Linked DNA regions of Rattus norvegicus: region 1 is linked to region 2. Evidence: chromatin contacts called from public Hi-C data. All regions are on one chromosome and are shown on one strand. The core of a region is the stretch at or near the end of the contact, and the rest is flanking DNA. Distances in the headings are between cores, read along the strand shown. Region 1 overlaps Atox1 (antioxidant 1 copper chaperone). Region 2 has its middle 37 kb from the start of Slc36a1.

Evidence for each region. Hi-C and Micro-C count contacts between places; a contact is called where the count stands out from the background.
Region 1: a Hi-C map of the A7r5 cell line shows a contact between it and region 2, with 10 times the contacts expected there. The contact joins two enhancer-like sites. A contact is called at or near these places in 8 of 12 Hi-C or Micro-C datasets (the A7r5 cell line, the Rat2 cell line, Schwann cells and 4 more).

What each region holds. Positions count from the first base shown.
Region 1 is chr10:40,064,403-40,067,558 of GRCr8, reverse strand. Atox1 (antioxidant 1 copper chaperone) reads left to right here. Exons shown (of 4, transcript NM_053359.2): 4 at 1,891-2,034. Among named protein-coding and RNA genes, the nearest start is that of Atox1, 15 kb to the left of the region's middle. Within about 2 kb of position 1,863, at least 12 of the 93 cell types and tissues checked have an H3K27ac peak or open chromatin away from gene starts, as enhancers often do.
Region 2 is chr10:39,860,843-39,863,880 of GRCr8, reverse strand. No RefSeq gene overlaps it. Among named protein-coding and RNA genes, the nearest start is that of Slc36a1, 37 kb to the right of the region's middle. Within about 2 kb of position 1,625, at least 2 of the 93 cell types and tissues checked have an H3K27ac peak or open chromatin away from gene starts, as enhancers often do.

The DNA.
Region 1 (3,156 bases), core at 614-3,113, 200 kb before region 2:
CAAATCAAAAAGTGAAGATGATCTAGGAGGCTAAGGCAGGAGAGGAGAAGCAGCAAGTCAAGGCTAACCCGGGTGACATAAAGAGACCCTGTCTCAAAAAATATATTTAAAAATAACAAGGACAGAAAGATGGTTCAGCAGGTTGAGAGTGTCTGCTGCCAAGCCTGACAATGGAGTTCAATCTCCAGGACCCATGTGGTGGAAGGAGAGAACTGGGTCCCTCAAATTGTCTTCTGCCCTCCACACATGCACACACACACACCCCTTAAATAAATAAGTAAATAAAAGTTATTGTTTCCCCTGCCTTTTATGGCTATGGATTTGGTCCATGTCCAGGAATGCTCCAGCATGGAGTCTGGGGTTCAGCTTTGCTCTAGTTCAGATGTGACTTGGACATATTTTATGTGTCTGAGATTTAATCTAGGAAGGAGACAAACCCCTCTACTCTGCCCTGCTGGCTTTCCTGGTTCCTGTGCAGCCTCCTTAAGGCTTGTCCTCTACAACAGCTTTTGCTGTGCTTGGGGCCCACATCCAGCATGGTCCAGCATCCCTGGGTTTTGTGGATTGGGTGAATGGGTGGGACACTGGCCTCCATCTCTCCAAACAACCTTATTGTGTCTTGGACCTCCATGTAAAGGTTTTCTCTACTTTTAAAAAATCATTTTTGAAATAGAGCTAACCCAGGCCATCTGGAAGTGGCAACAATTCTTCTGCCCTAACTCCTCAAATGTTGTGATTACAGGTTGAGTCCCCAGGTAGTCGTCCACGTAAGGCTGTGTGTGAGCTCCAGGAAGAAGGCAGAGTGGGTAAAGGCACCTTGTATGCAAGCCTAAGAGAGCTGAGTTTGATCTTCTCCTAAAGGTGGAAGGAGAGACTAAACCTGCCCTGGGCCTTCACACACACATATGGTGACTCGAATACTAACACCATCCTTAGGAAAATGTTTATTTAGCTGGGTGGTGATGCACAGACCTTTAATCTCAGCCGAGAAGCAGAGGCAGGCAGATTTCTGAGTTCAAGGCCAGCCAGGGCTACACAGAGAAGCCCTGTATCAAACAAACCAAGCAACAAACAAAACAAACCAAAAGGGTTTGTTTAACTATGGAAAAAGTTGTATTTGATAAGCATGGTCTCTGTGGAGAGGAACTGGGAGGAAGGAAGAACAGCCCCCGTAACTAAAGTAGCGCCTGCTGGTGGCAAAGTGCGGGTTTGCTCCTTGTGGCTTTTGTTATCAAGGCGAAAATGCAGTTGACGTGATATAGTTAGCCGTGTTCGTGGGCGCCATTCATAAGACTATGCATTTGTGGTGGAGCATAACCACACCTGTACCTACTTCAGAACATTTTCAGTGTCTGAGAAAAATACCTCATGTCCATCAAGCAGTGGTTCCTCAGTCACCCCCACTATTTCCTCTGATGGTGCCAGTCTGCTTCCTGCCACTCTGGGAGAGCCAAAACTCTCAGAGATTCCCTCTGCCTCCTGAGTGCTGGAATTAAAGGAGTGCATCACCACCTTCTGGCATTTTTTTTAATTGTTGTTGTTGTTATTAATGAAATCGTGTAGTTCAGGCTGGCCTTGAACTCCTGATCCTTCTGCTTCTATCTCCAGTGTTGGTATTACAGAAGTCAGCCAAGCCTAGTTCTCTGATTTTTCAGTCTGGGAGTGCCAAACATGTATAAGCTCTGTGTGGAAATAGTCCGCTCCTGCCCCTCACCCAGACCCAAAGTTCCACATCTGGTTACTTTGTAACAGACTAACCATACAGAGTTTCACCTTTGCAGGCACCAGTAACCATGGGCAGTGCAGAGAGGCTGCCACAGACTGAAATGCAATGTTTCCCATTCACAGTAGGTGGCGCCATTGATCCGCCTTATTTTCTCTTTCTCCTAGACTGTTGATCTGGTCTCCCCCGCTGATCTGGAACACCAACTGCTCAGTCCAGCTCCGCCATGGAATTCCAGCCCAGACAGGCCTTCCCTGCTGGCTCCCTGCCAGCTTCCTTGCAATTAAAGTCAAGCTGCATTTGTTGATGAAGTGTCTGTTGTGTGTTCTTGGTACTGCTTGCTCATCCACAGGATGGCTGCTCTTGCTTGCCTTTGTTGCTAGGGCTTCCCATTCAAGGTCAGGTTCCCAGCACACACCCATTCTCTGCTGTGTGATCTTGAGCAGCCTACTGCTCTCTCTGAGCCTCTCTGCAATGGGAATCACTGGGCCAGATCAGTGATTATCTTCTCACTCTGTAGACTCTGTATTGGAAAAGCTACCAAGTGAACTGAATGTAAGAGAGGAGACTTGAAAGCAGTTAGAAAAATGGGAAGCCACCGTGAAGACAGGCTACTCCGGTAGGGTTTGGGCTCCAGCACCTCCCAGCTGTTTTACTTAACCTGTCAGTGTTCAAGCCCTGAGAGATAACAGTATCTTCAGCAAATAGGTGTGATCCTTATATAGACACAATGAGTCACTGAGTGTGAACTATTTGGAGTTATCCCCCAGCACCCACTGCTCACTAACATTTCCATATTTCATGGATCACAGATGGAGGACTCCTATGTCCTCCCCTCCCCCTCAAAGACCTCCACTGCCTTTACAGAGCTGCTTGGCGAAGCAAGGCTGTGTTTAGTCTGTGTAGCTTTGTTTGTTTGTTTTGTCTTGTTTTTTAAGACAGGAATTCTCTTTGCAGCACTGGCTGTCTTGGAATTTGCTCTGTAGACAGACTGACCTCAAACTTGGATCCTCCTGCCTCTGCTCCTGAGTGCTGGAATTAAAGGCGTGTGTCACTACTTTTTAAAAGTTGTGTAACTTAAAAAAAAAAAAAAGCCCATGGGTGTGAGGTATTGAATTGCTGCCAAGCTGGGAACCAGAGAGATGGCCCAGTTGGATCCCAAGACCATACAGAACACACTTGGTGTCTGAGATGCTTTTGAACAGATTTTAGATGTCAGACCATCTTGACTGGATCAAGGGAGAAATTGATGATCCTGACAGTCATTGCCCCTTGACCTAGGCTGGGGTCCAGGAGCTGGAAAGAGGAAACTAGGTCCACCTCACAAACGATGTGGAGTTTTCTGCCCACTTATACTGAAAGCCAGAATTCCATTTTCCCAAGCCAGGAGAAAGCCATGCGACTGTCTACAGCTGTCTGCTGTGCATAGGAAG
Region 2 (3,038 bases), core at 376-2,875:
TGCCGAGCCCCACTGCACACTAGTACATCCTCCCTCAACTGTGACCTGACTCTTGCTCTGGGAGCTTCTTTTAAGATCTTATGTTGCTCAGGCTGGATGCATCCCAACTCAGTGTGCAGCCGAGGATAACCTCAAACTTCCCATCCACACCCCCCAATCTCCTCAGTGCTGGGTGTGTGTCATCATATGGGGCTTATGCAGTACTGGGACTAGAACTCAGAGCTTCATGCGTGCTAGGCAAGCACTCGACCAACAGGAGCCACATGCCCAGTTCTTGTCAGAGCGGCTCTCAACAGGTCTGAGTGGAAGACACAGAACTATCAGCCAAGCCCCTTACACATGCATGGGCCTCCCTTGATAGAATGGCCCATTTCTCACACCAGTGAACCAACGTAGGTCCACCAAGAGTCAAAGTCCACTGTACAGAGCAGGGCTCATTCCTGGTGTTGTGACAGAACATCTACCATGATCCTATAATATAAAATAATTTAGCTCCTCCTGCCTCAGTCTCTCAGATACTGGAATCACACTGCACATTGCGGAACACGGCAGAAGTTTTCAGGCAGTCTACGTTAGCAATTCTTCCCTTCATGTGTGGTATACACTGTTGTCCGACTGGACTTCTATTCCTCCTATTTTATCCAGTCTGAGACTCCATCCCACACTCAAGGCCAGTCTCTGCCTCGGTTAAACCTCTTTAGACACTCCCTCAAAGACATGACCAGGTGTCTCCTGGGTGATTCTTTTAAAAAGTCGCTGCTATACCAAAGATGGTTTGTATGTTCTTGTAGGATGACTTCTGTGATTTTATGCTATCTTTCATAGTTTTGTTTTACTAATGGGCCTGGGTCTCGCTCAGCTTTTTAGATGAGGATACTCAGTCTTCCACACCACTTGTTGAAAAGACTGTCTTCCCCCCAATGGGTTCCTTTGCTTCTTTACCGAAGTCCTTCTGGAATTCTTCTTTTCCCCGGCAGACAAATACGTAAATAGTATCACATTGGTTACTGTAATGGGTCATATTGCCAACTCGGTGGGACCTGCAATCACTTCAAAGACTGATCCAGTTAAGCCTCTTTGGAAAGTCCTGAGACGTGCCCAGGAAGTGTGTTTCCTGAGTAATTCTAAACCTAGTCGGGATGACTATTAACCGCTGGAAACTGCAATGACAGCTGACTCCTAACAACTGTCATATGAGGGTATCACGGTTAATTTTTTTTAGACAGTGCCTCATGCAGCCCAGGCTGCCCTCGAGCTTACTCTGTAGCTGAAAGTGAGCTTGGAGTGCTTACCCTACGTTCACTGCCATATTCCATTTAGGCAGTGCTGGGACTGCCCATCAGCTACGTCCAGGCCACCAGTCAATTTCTCCCAACACAAGCAAAATCCCTATTCAGATCAAAAGAACTGTGTTTTGGGACCACCGAATTGGTCATGTTCTTACTCCTAGGTCCTCAGAGAAGCACTCACTCAGAGTGGGCCCAAAGCCCCAACCGCCTTCCTTTGTGCACCTTCTCATATCGACCACTAGAGGGCTCCCTGAGCTTAAGAATCAATCAATCCTCTCTTCAAGCCAATTCTCTTGGGCTCTAGATCCAAACATTCTGAGTCTGGCCAGCAGATGTCTTCGCAGTAACACAACAGAGCTCACTGACAGTAGCCACCATCCTACAGCCACTTGTCGATCACTTGCTGGAAGTCAGGCACCTGGCATGACTATTGTCCCAAGTCACCTAACCCTTCTGAAACCCTCCTGACATAGGTTCTGTCATCCCCATTTATGGGGAGGGGGTGAGGCACATCGAAACTAAAATAGCTTGTATTGCCAGTAATTTAAATGCACAAGGTCACTGAGTTCAGGAGTGATGAAGGTCTGCCCTGCATGTGAGTTTATGAAGCCATCTCAAATATAGGAGCCCAGATACAGCAGCAGTGAGAGTAACCCATGGGGCAGGGTTCTGAACTAGGCCAGCCCAGAACTCTAGTGTTAAGTGGTACCAAGAACCAGAGGGTTATAATCTTGAGAGGTGGAAATCTGCTCAATCTTGAGGATCTAGTCCAGGCCTCTCCTGGATCCCTACACCTGTTCTTGAGGACATTAAGAATATCAGCAATCTGGAACCGAGTGAAAAGGAGGGCGTCTGAAGGAAGGGAACAAAGCAAGGACCCCCAGCATGTCATCTGAAGGGCTGCAGGAGGCAGGCAGGGGCAATTCCTGATGAGGAGAAGAGAGAGATACAGCTTGACAATGTGTAAGCAACAGAACATTCCTCTCTGTGTGAGAGAGAGAGAGAGAGACAGAGAGAGACAGAGACAGAGAGAGACAGAGTCAGTCTTAGGGCTATCAAGGATTTCTGGAAAGAGTGAATGTGTTTACTGGAAATATAAAGACACAGATCTTGGCAGGGGCTGGGTGCCATGACCAGAAACCTTAAGAAAATTTTGGAATTATGATAGAGGGACTCAGCCAGAGAAGTCTATGCCCTTTTGAGATAAAGATAAGGGAGAGTCTCAAAGATCTGGCTGGAAAAGAAGATCAGATATGACGCTCTAGGAAGGGGAGTGACTTGCCCAAGGCCCACAGCTGCTTCAGCGCAAAGTGACAGTCACCGTTACGGTGGGACATGGTGAATTGGTGAGCTGCCACTGTGTTAGGGCACTGACCCAGTGCTCATTGACAGCCGTGGCTACCTCCTGAAATGTATGAGCACCCTCTGGGACCTGACTTGTCAAAGACAGTCTAGAATTTTCTCAGATTCTCTGATAAGCCTCCAAGGTCCAGCCAAGGAAATTGCTTGGTGAGATTAACACGAAATTGCTCGGGGACAGGCTCACCCCTAGGGCAGACATTGAGGGGAGAGACACTCGTTTAACCAATGCCTTCAGCAGTTTAGCAGCTAGGCAAGGGGCCAAGTACAGAGACTCATCATCCATGTCATTGATTCCTAGGCCTGCCAAGGACGCCGAGCTCTGTGGAAGCTTCAGTCTCCTGTATAAACACTGTGCTGCTTGCTTGCAACCTAAAGAGGTCTTCCTAC